Regions from separate parts of the Mus musculus genome. Here region 2 is linked to region 1. Evidence: chromatin contacts called from public HiChIP or PLAC-seq data. All regions are on one chromosome and are shown on one strand. Each heading gives the region's core, a stretch centred on a gene start, on an enhancer-like site or on the middle of the called end of the contact. The rest is flanking DNA. Distances are from core to core; before and after follow the strand shown.

What was found. HiChIP or PLAC-seq counts read pairs in DNA pulled down with a chosen protein or histone mark.
Region 2: an H3K4me3 HiChIP or PLAC-seq map of bone marrow-derived macrophages shows a contact between it and region 1, with 2.9 times the contacts expected there. The contact joins the promoter of T2 here to the enhancer-like site in region 1. A contact is called at or near these places in 1 of 39 promoter capture datasets (macrophages), 1 of 15 datasets of contacts at CTCF or cohesin (large pre-B cells), 10 of 484 Hi-C or Micro-C datasets (B cells, CD4 T cells, the MNK3 cell line and 5 more), 7 of 115 datasets of contacts at active chromatin or transcription factors (the 230-238 cell line, the SCID.adh cell line, bone marrow-derived dendritic cells and 4 more) and 2 of 9 other capture datasets (adipose tissue and liver).

What each region holds. Positions count from the first base shown.
Region 1 is chr17:8,207,342-8,213,337 of GRCm38.p6, reverse strand. No RefSeq gene overlaps it. Among named protein-coding and RNA genes, the nearest start is that of Ccr6, 26 kb to the left of the region's middle. Within about 2 kb of position 2,452, at least 41 of the 459 cell types and tissues checked have an H3K27ac peak or open chromatin away from gene starts, as enhancers often do. A contact at or near this core is called in the MNK3 cell line, bone marrow-derived macrophages, microglia and 2 more, where this site is marked.
Region 2 is chr17:8,369,626-8,376,189 of GRCm38.p6, reverse strand. T2 (brachyury 2) reads right to left here and starts at 3,794. Exons shown (of 11, transcript NM_001161832.1): 1 at 3,687-3,794. The coding sequence starts at 3,794.

The DNA.
Region 1 (5,996 bases), core at 1,203-3,702:
TCTATTTCTTCTTCTGGGATATGCATAAATATGGCTACTTTAAAGGCACACATTAACTGGGTGATGGTAACATACCTTTAATTCCAGCACTCAGGAAGCAAATCTCTGAGAGTTTGAGGCCAGTCTGGTCTACAAAGCGAGTTCCAGGACAGTCAGTGCTATATAGAGAAACCTTGTCTCGAAGATACAAACGCAAAGCAAAGCAAAGCAAAGCAAAGCAAAGCAAAGCAAAGCAAAGCAAAGCAAAGCAAAGCAAAACAAAACAAAACAAAACAAAACAAAACAAAACAAAAATCACACACTAGACACACACTGACACAAAGAATCAGAGAAGAAATAGATCACTGAAGTCTAAGTTATGTTAAGACACCACAGATCTAGGTCTTTGTGGATCTAATATGTCAGAATAGTGCTAAATGATCTTCCTAGCCAGCTACAGTTCTGGCCATTCCGTACTGTAGCATTGACTTGATAGCATTTTCTGGAAGCTCTCTCTCCAGAATGTTGATGGGGAAAATACGTGAATGCAGGTATAAGGTCTGTGGGTGTATCTCCATGCACTCTATACTTTGCCTGGTGCACAAAATTCCCTAAGTAGAAGTTGTGGGCTGTGGAGACCCAAAAAGAGGAGGAAAGAAGAAAAGGGCTCCCAGAGAGAGAGTGGCCGAGAGAGCAGACTTCTGTGTTCCCTTTGGTTACTCGGCTTTGCTCTAAGAGAAGTGATGGAGATGAAGATCCTTCATCTGTTGCCTCGGGGCAGGAAGATGAAGAAGCCATCCGTTGCCCTCATCTGAGTTCCTCCAGGGAGTCTTTGGCCATCTACACAGATGCCACACTCTCCACTTCCAACCTTGTCCATGTGTTCAGTGATCAGGCATAATCCACCAGAGCCTGCATCTGATGCAAGGCTCACCTCTAGACCACTGCTGCAGTGGGCCAAGGGCCACCTTCTACTCAGTGTTATAAAATGGAGGGCGTAAGACTTGTGGGCAAAAGTCCAACCTGGGTTTCTCAGAAAATTGCTGATCTGTGGCCTCTAGAAAAGAGGGCAGTGGGTCTTACATTGACCAATAACCTGACTCATTATATCCAAAAGGTACCCTACCCATTCCCTCCATAGAAGACCTTACATTCCCATCGTAGAGTCCCACAGAGGGCCCTAGAGTTCCTCTTCTTTGTACTGAAGACCACTCTAAAATCTGGTGTGGACCCAGGACACCGAAAGTTCTCAGAGATCACTGCTTCTTCATGAGGACCACCCCACCCAACAAAACAGCTTTTTAACAGGAAGGGTCGTTGTAGGCTCCTTCTATACAGGGGCCGCTCCTAAAAGCCCACACCTCAGATCTTCCAAGAACAGGACCCAGAAAGTTCAGGATGCTTAATTTTCAAACCAGTTCTCTCATTTGATTCTGATGTTAGCTCAATTTAAGTTTCTTCACCCCCCTCAAAATTGAAGTCTCAGTTCAACCACTGGCCTACTTATATAATCAACGAATAATATATTTAAGATGTTGGGAGCTCATAGATAGCCTCCAACAGATCTGAAACAGATCTGGGTAGATAAATGGAGACATAGGTAGAGTTAGATCTGGGGTTGTCTGTCAGTCATGTCTTCAGTACACCAGTCTTTCTAGCCCCCGGGGAGAGATTGCTTCAGCCCACAAGAGGCTGAGCTGTGGGAGTTTCCCTCCTGCCTGTTCTGTCTTTGCTCAGGTAAATTCCAGGCTCATCGTTACCCGACAGCAGCCCTCTACGGGCTCTGCACATGGCTGCGGCTGCCTGCTATGTTACTCTCAGACAAACCCATGGTTTTGGAAGGAGTCAGTTCCACTGTCACACTTCTTTGGCAAACTTTGAAGGGGTCCTTTATGGTATACCCAAGTCTCCTTCCTTGTGCCCATCTTGGATGGGAGAACGTTCTCTTCCCTGTCAGCCACAGAAGCTGAATTCCTCTTCTCTCAGGAAATGGCAACATTTATATCTGTGACACTGGTCCCCACCCACAAGCCAGCTTGTGCTGCAGAAGCCTGGTTCCAGGTTCTTGCACCTCTCCACTTCTCCCGCCAACCCTAGAGCGCTCCATGGGAGTTAAGAGGGCTCTGTGCCTCAGCCTCCAAGTTGGGAGCAGATGCGACCCTTGTTTGGCTTCCCAGAAGGCTTTGGGTCCTAGTTGCTGTGTTCTCACCCTGTGCAGCAAGCATCTATCTGTTCTCCCTGGTGCTGTCAAATCTGGAACCAGTTGGACATCGCAACCATGGCAGGCTCGTCCCTCCCTGCCATCCCATGGCTCCCTCTGTATTCTCCCCAGGATTTTGCTCTCTTGGTTGCCTCTCACCCCGCACTCTTCGAGGGGGCACGTAGGAGAAATTGCAGGGCTGCAGCCCCCCCCCTTCTTGTTAGAAGGAGCAAGGCTGTTTGCCACTTCCTACAGTGTAAGAGGAAGCAGAAGCCTGCATTTATAGTTAGTGCTGAGCCTGTGTGGGCTTCCAGGTGTCGTAACAAACATGTCCCCTCCTGTAAGCCGCTTCCATCTGGAGGAGCTGCCTCATTTCCCTCACTCGGCCTGACAAGATCCATGAGGGCCCTCACCAAGAAGGCTGAAGTGATGACTGACGGTGCGACAGTTTAACCGTGACTGTACAGAACAGGCACATGGGGTAGGTCTGGAAACAGAAGACACTGGGAAGGAATCCAGAAAACAGAGAAACCCCTGCAGATGTTAAGATCCAAGGGAGGGCAGAGATGTTGGTTCAGGTGCATCCTCAGGGGCTGGAATCTGAAAGCATGCTCTTGGGTGACAAGGACCAGAAGACCTGATTTCTTTCATGAGAATCAAAGTGGAGAGGAAAACAAAGGCCCTATCCCCTCCCACCCCAGGCCGGATCAGGAAGCCAGGCTGCTCTCAGGGACAGCACACAGCGTCTCCACTAAAGGTTGCTCAGTCTGGGGACCTGAAACTGAGACAGGTGTAACAGGCCCACTGGAACAAGTGGGGCTTTCCCAGAGTGGCTGACAGACAAGAAGTACGTGTTCAGAAAGTGGGACAAGCCCAGCACACATCAGGAGTGTGCTCAGAGCATGGGACAACCACTTAGATCAAACCTGCCCAATAAGGACTTATGAGACCCTCATCACTACAATGGAGCCCTGGCTCATATCCTGGAGGAAGGCATGCTGGACAGAGAGGCCAAGGATGCTGAGGTTGGACAGGCAGTGCTGGGCTTTCCCCACAGTCCAACAGCATCCCTTCACATCCATCTACTCAATCAGCTTGGTGCAATTGTCCATCTTCAATCATGCCTGCATGGTGAAGCCTTCATGAAGGTTCAAATGACAGGATGAGGGAGTCTCTGGTCTCCGCATGTGGATGTTGCTGGAAGATGGGGCATCTGAGCAGTCATGACAGATTAGGGCCCATCTCTATTCTTCATCCTGGATGTGGCTTCATGCAAATCACTTGAACTAGTAATAGTACAGTAATTGTAGTAATAGTACAGTCATACTCTCGTCATCTAGCAAAGAACCTATGTGCTTTTCTGAATACTGTGAACAGGGCAGCAAAGGAACTGATCCCAGAGAGCAGGTCCTGGAGTCTTCCTGCCTGAAGTAGTAAATGAAGGAAAAAAGAGAAAAGAAGCTACCTCCCTTTTCTCTATTAGAAAAATAAAAAAGCCAATGTGTTTCTAAAGTCAGAAGCTGATTAAGTGGGTGTGGCCATTTCTGATTTTGAGATGAAGAAACTGAGAAGTGCCCGCATTAACTTTGCTCATTGCTGTGACAAACTATCCAACAGAGGCAACTCAGGGAAAGGAGGATTTAGTATAGCTCACAGCATGAGGGTAGAGCCCTTCCTGGTGGGGATGGCTTGGCGGCAGGAGTGTGAGAGATCTGGTCACAAAAGCTGGCATCCAATTCACTTTCTCCTTAGGAAAGTTAGTGTGTGTGTGTGTGTGTGTGTGTGTGTGTGTGTGTATGTGTGTATGTGTGTGTGTGTATGTGTGTATGTATGTGTGTGTGTATGTGTGTATATGTGTATGTGTGTGTGTGTAGAGAGAGAGAGAGAGAGAGAGATGTGTATGGGTGCCCATGAAGGTCAGAAGAGGGTGCCAGATGCCTTGGGGCTGGAGATACAGTGGTTGGAAGTCTTACGTGATGTGACATGATGTGACATGACGTGACGTGCTTTGGGACTTGGGTCCTCTGCAAGAGCCATCTCTGCAGCCACTAGTTTGAGATTTTTAAGTTGTAATTGTGTATTGAATTTTATCTAATGAAAGATTTTCCTGTCATCTCAATTGGTCGACTCATGCATTATTTTTAGGCTATCAGTATATCAGATCACATTGGTTTTCAATATTGAAAACAACAGGTTGGTCATCATATAACTTCATCCACAATGGGATTTGGCTTGATGGTATTTTTCTCTATTGTTTTCTTTGTGAAAGACACTGGTGTGGCGCCTTTGCTTCTTCTGTTTTATCTGTTTGGCATCACCAAACCACTCTCATTACAAATGAGCAAAGACTCACTCCCCCTGTATGGCTTGCTTTGTTTCAAGTTTTCTGAGGGGGGGGGGTGATCAGTGTCTTCACGTAGCACTCGACATTTCCTTTGTTGAAAGGTCTTGGATTCAGTTCAGGGTCTCTAGATGGACCTTAGGTCAACCATTTCTCTTCCTTGTTTTATTTGATGAGATCTTTTCCTTCCTTCCTTCCTTCCTTCCTTCCTTCCTTCCTTCCTTCCTCCCTCCCTCCCTCCCTCCCTCCCTCCCTCCCTCCCTCTCTCTCTCTCTCTCTCTCTCTCCCCTTCCCTTCCCTTCCCTTCCCTTTTCCCTTCCCTTCCCTTTTCCCTTCCTTTTCCCTTCCCTTCCCTTTTCCCTTCACTTCCCTTTTCCCTTTCCTTCTCCCTTCCCTTTTTACCTTCCCTTCTCCCTTCCCTTCTCCCTTCCCTTCTCCCTTCCCTTCTCCCTTCCCTTCCGTTCTCCCTTCCCTTCCGTTCTCCCTCCCCTCCCCTTCCCTTCCCTTCCCTTCCCTCCCCTCCCCTCCCCTCCCCTCCCCTCCCCTCCCCTTCCCTTCCCCCTTCCCTTCCCTTCCCCCTTTCCCCTTCCCCTCCCCTCCCCTTCCCTCCCCTCCCCTTCCTTCCCTTCCTGTTCCTTCCTCTCTCTTGCTGTTATAATAGTATTTGAGGCAGGATCTGGATGGATGGCCTTAAGCCTACAGTGTAGACCAGACCAATCTGTCTTCCAGCTTTTGTCAATCCTCCTGCCTTGGTCCTTTCAAGTCTTGGGATTATAGGCATGAACCACTATGATTGGCCCTTCTTTTGCCAGTTTTGGGAGTTTGTGTACATCAGAGATTTGGTCCACTTTAAGTTGTCTATTCCAGTGTGCACAGTTGTCTGTGGAACTCTGTGGGTGGGCCCGGAGACGCTGGGCTGTGTTCACTTGCTGTGGGAATACACAGAGACGCAGAGCTATGCTCACTGTGGATGTACACAGTCATACAGAGCTGCACTCACTATGAGCTACTTGTTCCCTTTCCTTTGACTAGTTAGAATGTACAGGATTGTACTATTTTTTAGGATGGGTTTGGGTGTCGTTGGATTCTATAGTTCTTTTTTTTTTTTTTTTTTTTGTCTCTGGTTTCACTGATTTTTTTTTTTTTTAGAACTCATCAACTTTACATCTTTCTCCCATAGTTTAATAACAAAAGAAATGTTAGATTCTTAATATAGCTATTGTATTTGTGCATACAAGGACTTTTGTCAAAATAGGAAAAGCTGGACAAAATAATTTTGGGTGGCAGAGATTCCCCATAATCCTCACAAATTCATGTTTATTTTTCTTATTCTCCTACCATGTGTACCCCAAGCCCCCAAGTAATTCATAAGTAATTCAGAAAACCAGATCCAGGTAAAATGAAGCCGTCTACACCAAAGTCTATGCATCCTTGTGCTCATTAGCTTTTTGTCCCTGTGGAAAAAATACCAGATAA
Region 2 (6,564 bases), core at 2,545-5,044, 160 kb before region 1:
CCGAGGCGTTTGACACTAAGTCATCTTGCCAACAGAAGGGCATGGGAGTATTTTAATTCCATCTAGGGGTGTTGGGGGGGGGGAGGGAGGGGGGAAGGTGGGAGATCCCTGAGGCAGGTTTGGGGACTGACTCGGGCCTGGAGAGCCGGTGACAGGAGGAATTATTTCCATATCAGTGACCTCTTCGAAAGGTGTCAGCTACTTACCCACCCTGCCCCAGGAAAGGTTCATAAACTTAACTGTTCTCCCAAGGGTGGGCTTGAGGGGTCCACCCCAGGGGGCCCAGTAGCAGCTGGGGGGGGGGGCTGCTAGGAAAAGACCTCATTAGAGACCAGAGTGCCCAAGTTTACTGTTCTCTCAGATGTGTAAAACTTCAGAGTGGCCACACGGCTCAACCTGTCGTCCACAACACAGGCTTCAGCTTATTTTGCCCTTCTGCCAGCGATATCTGGAGAGAACCCTAGAGGTGAGGTTGCTGAGTGGCTCTTAGAGGGCTCTCCTGTACGAGATGGGACAAGCTCTCACACAGCTGACCACTGTAGGCCAGGTCTTTAAGTTGTTTCTCCTGTACTTTAATAATAAAATAATAATAATAATAGGTATGAGTATGGTTCCAGCTAGTTTTATGTCACAAGCTAGAGTCATTTGGGGAGAGGAAATCTCAATTGAGAAAATATGCCCCACTAGATTGGCCTGTGGGCAAGCCTGTGGTACATTTTCTTGCTTAATGACTAATGTGGGTGGGGCCGCCCCTGGCTGGTTGGTCCTGGGTATTACAAGGCCAACTGAGCGAGCAGTGGGGAATCAAGCCAGTAAGCAGTGTTAGCATTTCCTCTAGGCTCTGCCCAACAGTTACCTAGCATCTGGAGGTACAAGCCAGTAAGCCAGTCATATAAGGGCTGCTCATGGTCAATCTCTCTTCCCTCTCCGGCTCTCCTTCCCTTACCCCTCCCTCTGTCTTCCTCCTCCCCTCCGTCTATTCTCTCTCTCTCTTCCCCCTTTATTCCTCTCTTTCTTTCTCTGCCTCTACTCCCTTCTCCATACCCCTTCCCAGGTCTCAAATAAACTTCCTTTTATACTAGGCCCATCAGTACGGCTGGTATCTCAGGGGGTGCCTCTGCATGGGCCCACTAAGGCACCCCTCCCCTCCTGCTCCATCATACCATATTTTATACAACATAATAAGCCAGGCTCCTCTGTAGCATATGCTCCAGTTCCTGCCTCCAGATTCCAGCTGTAATTTCATGGCAATGGCTTCCGTAGATGGTGGAGTGCGAGATGTAAGATAAATCAACCCTTTCATAGCCCCTGTTTGGGCCATTGTGCTTCAACACAGCCATAGAAGCCATAATGATGGAAAGGCGTTTAACCAGCATGCGTATATATTCACCACTTGTGTTCCAATTGTGGCAGAGACCAAAAGAAAGTGCCAGATCCCCTGGAACTTGAGTCAAGGATGGTCATGAGCCACCAGGAGGATGCTGGGACTCAAGCCCAGGTCCTCTGAGAGAGCAGCAAGCGCTCTTAACCACCAAGCCATCTCTCCAGTCCTGTTTCTCTCTCTATTAAATAAGTGTGTAAGAGTAGGTGTGGTATGGGTGTGTGTGTGTGCACAATGTGTATATGTGAAGGCCACAGTCAACCCCGGGTGTTGTCCCTCAGGACAGCCTGGAACACACCAAGCAGGCAAGGCTGGCAGGACAGTGAACCCCAGGGATCCAGCCATCCCTATTTCCCAATGCTACAATCACAGGTTAGGTGTGCGCTCACACCTGGCTGCTTATCCTTGTGCAGAAAGCACTTGACTCTCTCCCCAGTGTACAAAGAGGTTTTTTTAAAACAGGGACAGTTCACTCTGAAGCTCCCATGGCTCCACCCTACACCATGAAGCTTGGCTTCTGTCTCGCCATCTTTTTTTTTTTCTTATTGGGTTTTTCAAAACAAGGTTTCTCTGTGTATCCCTTGCAGTCCTAGAACTCAATTTGTAGACCAGGCTGGCCTTGAACTTATAGAGATCTGCTTGCCTCTCCCCCACCAAATGCTGGGATCAAATGTATATGTCACCACCACCCAGCTTGGCCATCTTTTAAAATATGTCTTCTTGGTCTTTGTGTGTTCGAGTTTGTATATGTGTGCCTATGTGTGGGCCTTCAGGGGTTGTGAGATGGGTGTGTGGCATTGAAGACTAAATCTACGCGTTTTCTGGTACTGAACCATGGGGGTTTGGTTGTTTTAGAAGTCCATGGATCTCTCATTAGTATCCTTTAATCTGTGAACAATAATGAAGGGGGTGTTTTTCTTCATTGTGCTTAATTAGAAATCTAGTCAGCCGTGAGATACAGAAATCTGGGGCAGTTGGTGATTGTGTACCACGAGTCTCAAATGCCTGATGTATCAGGTGAGTACCAAGCAGGTCAAATGAATTCCTTCCCAAATAAGACCACTCCCTGTCCTAGAGCACTAAGACTCTTGAGATGGCTTCATGGTTCCAATTCTTTCCCTGTCTTTGCCAGCCCTCATTCTTCTGTCTACGCTGGTGCACAGGCCCTAAGCTCACAGCCTCAGCCCATTCACCACCAAACAGAGGGGTGAATTGGTACTGCTTGGGCCCAAACGGCAGAATCGGGGTCCCAGGAAAGAGTCTGTACACTCTGGTCTTGCTCCTCAACCCCACATGCTTAGCCGTGTCCCTGTGCCCTGCAGCCTGATTGCTGCCCGATACATGCAGCGGCCACTTCTGATGCCGCCCAGTGTCTCCCATCCACCACCCACCTTAGTGGCCACTGGCCTCCTTCAAAGGAACCAAATTCCCTCCACCAAGTCTCCAAAACTAACTGCCTGGCCTGCTCTCCCTTCATTAGCTGGGGATCCAGAGGAGTGGGAAGGGTCCTCCGACTCAGAACCGTGGTCTCAGTATCTACCTGAGGTAGAGACACAGTCTCCCCTCTAGACCTCAAGTTTCTGGATTTTAAAACTCAAGGGTAAAATAATTAAAATAGGAAGGAAGGAAGGAAGGAAGGAAGGAAGGAAGGAAGGAAGGAAGGAAGGAAGGAAGGAAGGCAAGCCAGGTGGGGGTGGCACTGAGTTCTTGGCCAGCCTGGTCTACAAAGGGAGTTTAAGGGTAGTCGAGGCTACACAGAAAAAAACCCTATCCCGAAAAGAAAAACCAAAAAAATAAATAAATAAAAAAGAAACGATTCACAGAACACAGGAGGGTTTGCAGAGTTTGATCCTTGGTGTCACAGTGACTGGAATGGACGCCAGGGAAGCATTTGGGGCCTGTTTTAAGCCACGTGTGTCCCTCGCTTCAGAAATGCTATTTCCTCTCAGCCCCACCAGAGGGCGCCGTAGAACAAGGAGCCTTTGTTCATAGACTTTCCATATAATTCTTTTGAGCTATTTTCATTCACCATGCGACCTCGGATGACAGACTGAGACTGATTTTAAGAAACAAAAAACAAACAAACAAACAAAAAACAAACAAAAAAACCCAACAACTTTGTTGTAATTTTACGTTCTTACAGTTTTAATTGTCTGGAGCTACTGACTGCCGTTCTAAGTGTGCAGTGGTATGTCCCGCTGCTCATTGTAGCTTTGTGGTCAGAATATTTACTGAGCCGTTAAATAGAGAAAGATCAAAGACAAGACTGGCTCCCTTTGTTCACAACGACACAAATAGTGGCTACCTGTTCCGGCAAGGTCTGCTGTGCTGCCTTCTCTTTGTCCTCCACTTGGGTGTGACACCCCCTGTGTTTCTTTGGCGTTTTAAAATGGTCTCTCAAGATCTGGGCCATCCTGTCACAGGAACAACAACAACAACAAAAATGTGCGTCAATTTTAAAATTACAGCATTTTAAAAACAGAGTTAGACTTTTTTTATACTGTGACGTGTTGGACAGTTAGCTTGCCTGTGCCTGTGTGTACCCCAAAACAAAAAGATGCACAAGCCAGTTCTGGAAGCAGTTAGGAAACACAGGCAGAGAGCCCTTTCACAGAGTACACTGAAGCAGCAGCTCCTTGATGCTGCAAACTGGCTGAGGCTCAAAGTGGGCAAACCACAGGAACAGTTACAGAAAGTGAGGAAGCAGGCAAGACAATTCTGAGTCTCCCAGACGCCCCTGGAAAGGAAGTTGCTTTTCTAAGCCCAGCAGCCGCATCCTCTAGGCAGGGAGGGGCTACAGGACCACAGCCGCTGCCTGGCTCTGGCTGGCCACATGCTCCGCCTCCAGCCCAGCCCCCTCCCACCAAGCGCGCTCCTTCTGTTTCTTGGCTTTGTGATTCCCAGCAGCAAACCATGCTCTGTTTTCTGTAGCTGAGCAACGGGGCTGAGGGGTGTTGGATGGTGGAAAGAAGTCCTGGCAGGTGGTTTGTCAAAGACGCTGGCAATGGGGGCAGAGCATTCTTAGGGCTTATGTGGGAGACTGGCAGTCATCGCAGACTGCTATCACAGGGCTTCAGATTCCACCCTTCCCTTCCCTTCTCTTCCCCCATAGCCACCTATATAACCCCTTCTTGACCTTTTGCAGGATGCTTTCTTATACAGAAGGTTGAAACAGGAACTGGATAGACACCTCCGAGATTAAGAGCGTGCATGCTCTTACAGAGGACCCAGCTCCCAACCACCAGCTCCAGAGGTATCTAATGCCTCTGGCCTCCGACTGCATGCACAGGAACATACAGAGACAGACATGTATATACATAATTAAAAATAGTTTTAAAAATTGAGGTATGTGATTCATATACTCAAAACTCCCCCCTTGAAAGCCTGTGACTCAGTGGGCTTTCGGTGGGGTTTTTCCAGAGATGTGCGATTATCACCATAATCAAGCTGTGAGCATTTTGCTTGCCCCAAAAGGAGCACAGCATCCCAATACCTGCAGCTTTATCTATGGCCTGGCTTTAGAGAATTTTCAGGCTGAGTCTCGGTCCCCAGTAGTCACAAGTTGAAGCCCCAACCTCAGCACCTCAGAATATGGTTGCATTTGGAGACAGGTCCTTGAAAGAGGCCCACTGAGTTAAATGAGATCACAGAATGGGCCCCGATCTAACCCACTGTCCTTGTGAGAGGAAACGTGGCTACACGGACACACGCATGCATGAGGAGCCACCAGGAGCATGGGCTGCCAGCAAAGAGAGTGGCAAAAGAATATCAGGCCACGTGGCAGCATCTGAGAAGGGAGGCTTCCATCCCGCAGGCAGGCCCTTCTGCTGCCATCTGACCCGGCACAAGTTCAGCTGTCCACATACCCTGCTCCACTATGAAACTGGGAGCCCAGATAAATCTTTCCTTTCTCATTTCCACGGGTATTTTGTCAGAGTGATGGAACCCTAAAACATCTTCCTGCCTCTCAGGATCACTGAGATTCCTCCAGAAGGCAGGGGCCTGCCACGTGAGCAAGTGAAGGCTGGGGTATTCGGTGGGGGAGGGGCAGTGTGCTGGCTGGCTCGTCTGTCAGCCCGACACAAGCTAGAGTAAGGAGCAAACCTTAACTGAGAAATCGCCTCCCTAAGATCCAGCTTTAAGACATTTTCTTAATTGGTGATCAATGTGGGGAGAGCCCAGTCTGCTGTGGGTGGTGCCATCCCTAAGCTGGTGGTTCTGGGTTCTGTAAGAAAGCAGGTTAACCAGTAAGCAGCACCCTCCATGGCCCCTGCAGCAGCTCCTGCCTCCAGGTTCCTGCCCTGTTTGAGCTCCTGTCCTGACTTCCTTCATGATGAATACCGAGTTATTCCAAATAATTCCCTACCAACTTCCTGTTTGGTTATGGTGTTTCATCAAAGCAATAGAAATCCTAATTATGACTGGCAGAAGCCAATAGCAAAAACATCCAATTAAATGCCTTGGGGTTTTGATTTGTTTAATTAGTTTAGGCTGGAAAGATGGCTCAACCACTAAAGGTTAGGCTCAAAACCAAAAATGCTAGATTTCTTTTATGTGTATGGGTATTTTGTCTGCGTGTATGTGCACCACAGTGCCTGAGGGTAGAGTATTTATTTGACTCACATGGAGGCTAAGTCTGAGATTGTAGCCATACCAGCTGATCTACTAACTCATGATCAAACAGGTATACTGTCAAACTCAAGATCAAATTTCTGCTTCTCTCCAAAGTGTGGCTTAACTCTTCCTAACTTTTTATTTGAACTTTTAAAAATATTTGCTGCAGTCACCACTGAACCTTTGTCATCCGTTTGTTTGTTAGGTCGAGCAAGACAGGGTTTCATTATGTAGCCCAGGCTAGCTTTAGACTTGAAGCAACTCTGCTGAGCCCAGAGCCCAGGTGCTGAATGTATACCACCACCACCCCACCCCCAGTTATCACTGCATCTTGATGACAAAGTCTAGTAGCTTAGTGGATTTGGGGAAATAGGTGTTGATTTAGTATCCTGGTCCCAAACAAGACTTAACTTAAGAATCAGAAGTAGATATATATTAATCCTTTCCACACGCTTTATCTTGAATTTCTTCCAAGACTTTTATGCTAGGCTGTGGTAGAGCCTCTGCTTTGCACAAATGAAGCCCTATGTTGGATATCCAGTATTCTTCTAATAAAAAGAAAGGGACAG